2 separate regions of the Mus musculus genome follow, and region 2 is linked to region 1. Evidence: chromatin contacts called from public HiChIP or PLAC-seq data. All regions are on one chromosome and are shown on one strand. Each heading gives the region's core, a stretch centred on a gene start, on an enhancer-like site or on the middle of the called end of the contact. The rest is flanking DNA. Distances are from core to core; before and after follow the strand shown.

Region 1 (4,301 bases), core at 791-3,290:
CTAGTTTTTCTTTTTGAGCCAGGACCTCTCTAAATTGCTTAAGCTAGCCTTGAACTCACTATACTTCAGGCTGTTCTTGAATGTTTGCTTCTCCTGCCTCAGGCTCCCACGTAGCTGGGATCACAGGCCCGTACTCTCTGCTTTTCTTTGTTTGTGCTACTGGAGACTGAACATACAGCCTGGTATCATTATGGGCTAGTTCTGGAACTTGCTGGCCTTGATCTCATATTGATCTGCCTGCCTCTGCCTCTGAGTGCTGATCTAAGGCAGTTCTAGGCCAGTAAAGGCTACACAGTAATGACCTGGGAGGGAGGGAGGGAGGGAGGGAGGGAAGGAGGGAAGGAGGGAGGGAGGGAGGGAGACAGAGACAGAGTCTGCCCTTGCTAAGCATGTGCTCTAGCATTGAGCTATACCCCAGCCATCTCGTAACTTCTTTTAAACAAGGGTCGTCTCTCCATTTTCTTCCATGCCACTGGCTAAATCAATGCATAGCAAGCCAGGGTGAACACCCTGCCAAACATCCCAGCTTCGGGACTGCCTGATTAATCCCTTGTGGCATCACGTCACCTACTCCTTCCAACCATATCCCTTGCCTCCCTCCCTCCCATGTTCACTGTAGTCTCCCGAGTCATGACTGGGTAGCTCAGGTGCACAGACACCTATCAGAAGGCCCCTGCTTGGCAGTCTCTGCATTTGATCTCACTTCATCTATGTATGAATTGCTAGTTCTCAATGAGAGAACAAACTCTCAGACAAAGTCTGTCACATGTCCGAATGTGTATGGCATGCACAGGAAAAGCCTTCCATAACTCAAGCCAGTTCACACCCGCTGAAAAACATCTGCTGCACTGTGTTCTAGGGAGAGAAATGAAAACAGGAGCTGGTATCCACCATTGCACAGGGCAGTAGTTCTCAAGCCTGCACAATGGTACATCGGGCGGGACCACTGGAGGGCTTGTTGAAAACACATCAGGGTATGGGTAGAGAGGTGGCTCAGTGGTTACGAGTACACGCTGCTCTTGCAGGGGACCCAGGTTCAGTTACCAGCTTACCAGTTACCAAATGGCGGTTTACAACCATCTGTAATTCCAGTTCCAGGGGATCTGACACCCTCTTCTGACTTCCATGGGATTCTGCATGCATAGGGTATGCAGACATATACTCAGGTGTATGCGTGTGTGTATATGTGTATACACGCATGTATATATTGTATATATTAAAATAAATATTAAAAATGATTAGGGATGCTGAAATGGCTCAGTGGGTAAAACTGCTTGCCACACAAGCTGGACAATCTGAGTTTGACCCCCAGAGAACCTATGTAAAAGTAGAAAGAGAGAACTGACTCCGTACAGTTGTCCTCTGGTCAGTACAGGCACGTCATGCCATATACACACCCTTCCGCACCCCTCCCCCACTCAAAATGTTAACACATAAAATTAAACAAGAGAACAAACAAGCATACCCAAAGCTGGTGTGGTGGCCTATTGCCCTATATTCCTATCACTGCCGAGTCAGGCAGGAGGTTCGCAGCAAGTCTAAGACTAGCCTGATCTATGCATTGAGTTCCTGGACAGCCGGCAGCAAGTCTCAAAATAACAAAAACAGATTGGAGGGATGGGGGACACAGCTCAGTAGAAGAATGTTTAACAAGCCCCAGGTTCGATCTCAGGATCACAAATTTTTAAAATTAATTAATTAATAAGACTGCTACAGAGCCAGTCTCCAGAGTTAGGTCTAGGATGGATCCCAAGAGCATTTGCATGTCTAGGTTCCCTGATGTCGCTGCTGGCCCAGGGCTCACTGTTAGAGTTACAGTCTCCCACAGCCCGAGGCTGCTGCTCTGGAGAGGTTTCTGAGCTTTGGGAAAAGCCTGGTCACCCAATGATTTTGGTGACTTTGAGGACATGTTCTCCTGGCTGTTAGGGAGCTGAGAGTTGCCTTCCTTGATTGGAGGAAGTAGCCAGCCTACTAGGGTCTTCAGATCACAGGAAGTTTGCTAGGAGTGACGAGCAGCAGGGCCTTCTCATAGATGGCTCCTGAGAGCATCAGCAATGTCTGTGGGTACAAAGAGTATGCCTGGTGCTTTGCCGTGTGGCTAATGCTGTTCCTACCACTGTAGGATCATCACAGGGCAAGACATAACTGAGGTCACCACTGCCTGTGCTTTATGGCTGCCCCCTAGATATGGAAAGGAAAGATAATGTCGACAGGGTGTGAACAACCCGAGAGAACTTGAGTCTCTTCTGTGTGTCTCCTGGAAGCAAGCGATTGAATTCCCACCCCCCACCTCACCCCCCCACACACACATGGGGTCTATGTCTCTCTATATAGTCATCACCGGCTGGAGATCACAATGCAAACCAGGCTAGTCTCTAACTCCCAGAGATCCAGATCCACCTGTCCCTGCCTCCTGTGTAGAACTAAAGGTGTGTGCCAAAACACCCAGAGAGATTTGACTTTTAAAATCTTATTATTTTTTTTTCGATATTCTCAAGCCTTTTACTGTCCCAGACTTTTTTTTTTTTTTTTTTTTTTTTTTTGGTAGATAACTGCTGGCTATTCTCCGGTGTTTTCTTCACAATTGTCCCTGCTGGCTTATGCTCTCTGCCCCTTATTTCATTCCAGGGCTCACATTCCTTTTTCTTCTCTCCTCTGTCATATTTGAGCACTTCCTGTGTTCTAAACTCAACTTTGTCTCTTCTCGATCACATACTTTCCTTGAGTGACACTGTCTGTTCTTAAAGCTTTGACTTTCACCACGTGTTCATGGCTGCACACCAGTGCCCCAGCCCAGATCTCCTTCTCCATGGTGCCTCCTTCCCGCAGGAGACCTCAGCTACCCACCCATCTTATGTCATCTACACTGATGTCATCTTACACTCAGCCCCGCCCTGGCCTTGTGCTTTCTCACCACCTCTTGACGTCAGGAAATTCTCCTCAACTCTTCCCATCTGAACGAGTTCGTCACACCCCATCTTTTCATGCTCTGTATGTCTTTATCATCCAGGCTCTCTTTGCTCCCCCACCTGCCTTTCTTTGACCCAGCTCCAATCCTCACCACCTCCTCAATCATTTCAAGGAGAGCTGCCATGAGCTGCTTGCTGTGCCAGCAACAGGGTTCAAGCCTTTATGTATTTCATCTGATATAACCGAAAGCTAAAGATGAGGTTGCCCTCACATTTTACAGATGAGGGCATTAGGAAACTAAGTTCACCCAGAGCCCTGCTTGCTGGTAGTAACACCTAAGAACCTGGATTCTGCTTTTCCCCTTTCGTTCTAGTTTATGTGCCTGGGTGTGTTTTTCCTTGCATGTATGTCTGTGCCCTGCATGATCCAAAGGCTAGAACAGGGTGTCGGATACCCTGGGGCTGCCGACTGGAGTAACAGACGGCCGTGTGCTGCTAGGAAAACCAAACTCACATTCTCTGAAGAGCCGCCGGTGCTCCCACCCAAGCCTGTATTCTTAACCACTCGAATACTGATGGGTCCCACACTTGGTCGAGAGCTTTTTAGACCACATTATCCCAAACTAGCTAGATCAACGAACTCTTAACAACCTGAGGTTAGGTTCCCCTCAAACGATTGCCCTGGGCAGTCAAGGTCATGGGTCCCTGAGGTATTCATGGCTACTTTTCCTGCTCCAGCTCACCCAACGCTTGAACTTCCTACAGAATGCTGTCTAGTTCTTTTAAACACTGAGGCAGCCCGGTGTGGAGGCACACACTTGCCATTTCCACTCTTGGGAGGTAGAGGCAGGAGGATCCAGAGTTCAGCTACAGAGCCAGTTTGAGGCTAGCCTTGGCGATAGACAGATGACAGACACCTCCATCATTCCACCCCCTTTGCCTGTACAGGATGACTTTCTGACCCTTTGCACCCTCACGTCTGAGTCTTGCTTCCCATACTCCCAGCCTGGAGTCATACCTTGCACCCAGAGTTCCAGAACTTTCATACTTGCTATTTGCTCTGCCTTAGGACCTCTCCTCTCCCTCCCTCCCCTTCCACCCAACCTTAACGTTAGCAAATATTTTCTCCTTTTGCTTGTGCTTGGTTTTGTGACACATTTAAAATGTCACCTTCACAAATCTCCTTGGGTGATGGTAATACTTCCTTTTTGTTCTCTTGGTCATTTGCCCATTAACTCTGACCTGCAGTAATCTGTTTATATAGTTATCTTCCCCCAAAAGACTTTGAATCTTAAGATCTATGTCTCCTTCATTCTTTAGCTCCATGACCTGGTCTGAGGTAGGCAGTGAATAACTGAGTGAATGAATGAAAGAGCCCAAGAGCTCTTCTCA
Region 2 (4,301 bases), core at 824-3,323, 95 kb after region 1:
CAAACTGCCTGACCACCAAACAGGAGCAGGACATGGAAGAAGAGTAAAATGGACATCTTAGAGATGTAGAGAGGTCCTGTTTAGGCCTCAGAAAACAATTTGAGCCCTGAGTTTGGACTGAGGATTAGGGTGAGGGCAGAGGAGGCCCTTGAAGTCTTAGCAGACCTTTTTGTTGGCACAAGGAGGCAGACTTGGCCCTTGTGGAATAAGGAGGCACTCTTTCTAGGCTGCTCTCTGCTCACTGTTCTCCGGAAGGACTGACAGGCAGGACAGGGTGTCACGCCTGCTGCTAGGGTGGAGCATTACCACTCAACCCTGTTTCCCCAAGATTTTGTGATTAAGGGAGGAGATGGGTGGGACGTGGGCTTGGTACTGGGAACGGGCTAGATGGGGGTTTACAGAGGACAGGGTGGAGCTGGGTGGCTCTGGGTAGGACTGCCTGTGGCAGGCAGAGGCAGATCTGGGGAAGGTGTCCCTGCATAACCCAGCCTGTGATCCCGAGGCATGACTAGGCCTCGGAAGGTCTAATAATCCATGGAAGATCTCAGACATCCTCAGCTCAGATCTCAGTGTAGCTGTTTGCTCTCTGTGGCTTTGGCAAAATCACCAAACCAGTTTTGCCCTCTTATAACACAAGTTTAGAAAACTAAGTGAGACATTTGAAATGTAAGTAAAGAAAAATATCTAATAAAAAAAAGAAAAAGAAAACTAAGTGAGATGACTCCCCCACCTCTTGTTTCTCTGGCTCTTGACAGTAGTAGCTGGCACCTTAGAGGAGATCTGTGCCAGGTGGGACCAAGTTGTGGTTGTTCAGGGATGGCTTTCTATACCATAAAACATCCCTAAAGTGATAGTCGATAGCTGTGGGGCCACACAGATGAGCAGAACCCAACCTGGGTTTGTCATGTATTCATCAATACTCTTCTTATTCCTTTCTCATTCTAAAAGAAATTAAAATATTCCTGCAGGCCCCTGAGCTCTACATTTCTGTACCTAACGGCAGCCTGGGCTCTGGAATCAGGCCACAGTCACTCCAAGCTCAGTTTTCCTTCATCTTCCAGTTTTGAGTCTTGTTGCAAGCTAGATGGACTGAAGTGATGATCGATCTCTCTTCCTCTCTCTCTCTCTCTCTCTCTCTCTCTCTCTCTCTCTCTCTCTCACACACACACACACACACACACACACACACACACACACACACACACCACGGAGGTCTTTGTCTCCCAGGGTGTCCACCTGCCACCTGGAGAGGAGAGTGAGTCTGCAGTGGGCGACTGTGGCTGGTTACACTGTATCTTTTCCAGCCTGTATCAGCTACATTTCTTATTTCTTTGACAAAAACATCTAACAAAGGCTGCTCACATTCTTCCCTTTGCATACAATCCACAATTCACTCTGGGAATCTATGCGTTTATTAGAATCATTTACAGAGCATGGGTGACTCCATACTAACCTCTCTGGAAGGTCTGCCCCCAGCATGGACGATGGCTCCTCACCCCCATGAATTTCCTTTCCTTAGGCTTCCCCAGCCTATGCACTTCAGCCCCTCCCTGAGACCCCAAGGCCTGTACAGTTAGGGCAGGACTGGGTACAGTTGGCTGGGGAGAGTTGCTGGATACACTAAAGAAGGTTCCAGGGTTTTCCCTTGTTCTATGAAGGAATGTTAGCAATGCTAGGATGATCTTTGAAGACTCACGAAGATGATGGGTAATTCACTTGGAGGATGGTACCGAACAAACACCACAAAAGCAACTCAAGGAAGGGTCTGATCTGGCTCACAGGTTGAGAAGACAATCCATCATGGCATTTGGAAGGCACAGCTCCAGAAGTGTGAGCATGCTGGTCACATTGTATCCATGACCAAGAAGTTGACATGGAGTTGAGGCTTAGCAAGGTTTCTCCTCTTACTCAGTCCAGGCCCCCAGCACAAAGACTGATGTGTACTTCCACTACATCTGAGGCTCCAACCTCAATTAACCAGGTCTAGAAACTCCTCACAGACAAGCCCAGATGCAAGCCCCCTAAGTGGCTCTAGATCCTGCTGAATTGACAGTTAGATTAACGGTCACAGCACATACAGTATTTCTGTGGTTGTTTTGATGTATTGCAGGATGTAGCTGTCTTCAATGGGGGAGGGGTGGTGTGAACACTTAAATGATAAAATCCCAAAAATTTGTTTGGTTTTTCAAGACAGGGTTTCTCTATAGCCCTGGCTGTCCTGGAACTCACTTTGTAGACCAGGCTGGCCTCGAACTCAGAAATCTACCTGCCTCTGCCTCCCAAGTGCTGGAATTAAAGGCATGTGCCACCACGCCTGGCTGTTTGTTACTTTTTAAATAAAGTATCTACTAGAGGTCAAGAGCTGTTACGGGAACTGGAGATTACAGCGCAATAACTAAAAAGCCGAGGTTCCTGTCCTCAGACAGCTTGCCTTCTGGAGGAGGGAGGCAGACAGGGACTGAACCAATTTCCAACTTCTTAGCATTGCCAAAATCCCCCGTAATCTTTCACCTGGCCCACTGTAGCCTCCCTTTCTGTTCTGGACCCGCCCCTTCCCATCTGTTCCTGTCCAATCACATCACCCCTCCAACACACTCCTCTCGTCTGGGGGCTTCTCTTCTGCTGTATTCAGTGTGAAGGAAGAGGCCTTGGAGACACAATAATAAAAAGAGTGGACTTGGTATTTACTGTTCGAGGTTTAGGTCTGAAGAGGTCACCAGAATTTGGTGATAATAAGGTCATTGAAGATAATGTGCTACTCTGTCAGAATACGTAACTTAAAAACAATTTGTGGAGAAGCGAAATTTATTTTGCTCATGGTGAAGCAGGCCTGATGGAGCGGAGCGGATCCCAACTCGGCAGCCAAGAAGCAGAGAGACAGATAGGTCTGGAGGAAAGATAAGCCTCTCCTCTTCCCCGACTTGTCCTTGGGGCCTCCTTCCCTTCCTCTAGCTAGGCTCCACCTCTGACAGTTTCCAGAACCTCCCAAAATAGCACCACTGTCTGGGGACCGATCCTTCAACAGTGAGTGTGTGGGACACATTTCATATTCAAGTCCTAACAGGTGCTCCCAAGATCTCAGATTGAGGCTGTGGCTAGGACTTTATCTTCCCGTGGAGCAGTCTGTGGACGTGGGCCTCTCCTCAATACCTGGAAGCTCCCTGCAGCTGACCGAACAGTACAGGGAGAGGCCCATCGGCCGGCCTCCTGGGTGTCTTAGTCCCTGGGTGTGGGTCTGAGTGATTTCCACAGTTCTTCACTACAATCGCTGACCATTCCAGGTGTCATTCACAACCAACTGCTTCTGGGACTGGGCTTTGCCCTTCGAAAACTTCCAGGAAGCTAGTGGGATGAAGCAGCCATTCTTCTTTCTGTCTCTGTTCCTACATCTAGTTTTGAGATCACATCAGTAATTGTCTCCTTCTTCAAGACCTGTTCGAAGTCCACTCCTCCCTCACTAAAATTTCTACTGTTTCAAGTATCTCATGTGATGGCATGGCACAGACTTTCGGCCCTAAGCTATGAGACACCATGGCCACCTTAGATCGGGCTTCTGTCCTTTCCAATGAGGAGGGGGAGTGTCTGAGATGCCTCAGTGGGCGCCCTGAGTGCCAAAGAATTTTCCGTTGCCCCCACAGTGACACCAGCCTGCCACCGACTGATGACTGCAGCTAATTACCTCATCTGAGTGGTGATTCCTTTCCTTAAATCCTGGCCTCTTGGCACGTTGAGCAGACTAGCCCATCGAGCAGACAGCAGCTGCAGTGTGAAGTTTCCTGGCATTAATATACTCCCCCTGATGACAGCATCTTCCTGTCAGAAACCAAGACTTTTAAAGCCCCAGAGCCTAAGGTTTGGGGACTGAGAGCCAGATTCCTCAAGCAGGTCACTGGGAAGGGTGGCGCATTGGGCCTCCTGTGGGCTTAGACCGAACCTATTAGGGAGACAATAGCTTACGATGTTTGTTGAGGAATATCTCAACTTTTGCAGGCTGTTAACTCCAAGATGGCGCCTCAGTTGCAACTGAAGATAGCCACTTTGTCACTCGGAGGCCAACAGCTCAGGGTTGCATACAGGCTGTGCTGAGCAAGCCACGGTTTCTTGGCTGAAAAGGGAGGGGTCCCAGTTTAAGGCAAAGTGTGTTTGGTCTCACGGTAGTGGGGAAAGGCTCTGTAAACTTTTCAGAGTCACGATGCTGGTCATGGTTAAAAAGAAGTAAAAAGAAAGAAAAAGCAAATCACAATCCGGATTATCAAGTAAGAACCTGTGTTTTGGTTGGTTGGTTGGTTTTGGCTTGTTGA

What was found. HiChIP or PLAC-seq counts read pairs in DNA pulled down with a chosen protein or histone mark.
Region 2: an H3K4me3 HiChIP or PLAC-seq map of the SCID.adh cell line shows a contact between it and region 1, with 15 read pairs. The contact joins two enhancer-like sites. A contact is called at or near these places in 1 of 15 datasets of contacts at CTCF or cohesin (the NIH/3T3 cell line), 3 of 484 Hi-C or Micro-C datasets (B cells, embryonic stem cells and nephron progenitors) and 3 of 115 datasets of contacts at active chromatin or transcription factors (the SCID.adh cell line, double positive thymocytes and stem cell-derived neural progenitor cells).

Annotation. Positions count from the first base shown.
Region 1 is chr1:191,423,196-191,427,496 of GRCm38.p6, forward strand. The region is part of intron 2 of Gm31987 (a long non-coding RNA gene); the gene reads right to left. Among named protein-coding and RNA genes, the nearest start is that of Gm32128, 4.8 kb to the left of the region's middle. Within about 2 kb of position 2,041, at least 12 of the 459 cell types and tissues checked have an H3K27ac peak or open chromatin away from gene starts, as enhancers often do. A contact at or near this core is called in the SCID.adh cell line, where this site is marked.
Region 2 is chr1:191,517,863-191,522,163 of GRCm38.p6, forward strand. No RefSeq gene overlaps it. Among named protein-coding and RNA genes, the nearest start is that of Gm32334, 33 kb to the left of the region's middle. Within about 2 kb of position 2,074, at least 38 of the 459 cell types and tissues checked have an H3K27ac peak or open chromatin away from gene starts, as enhancers often do. A contact at or near this core is called in the SCID.adh cell line, where this site is marked.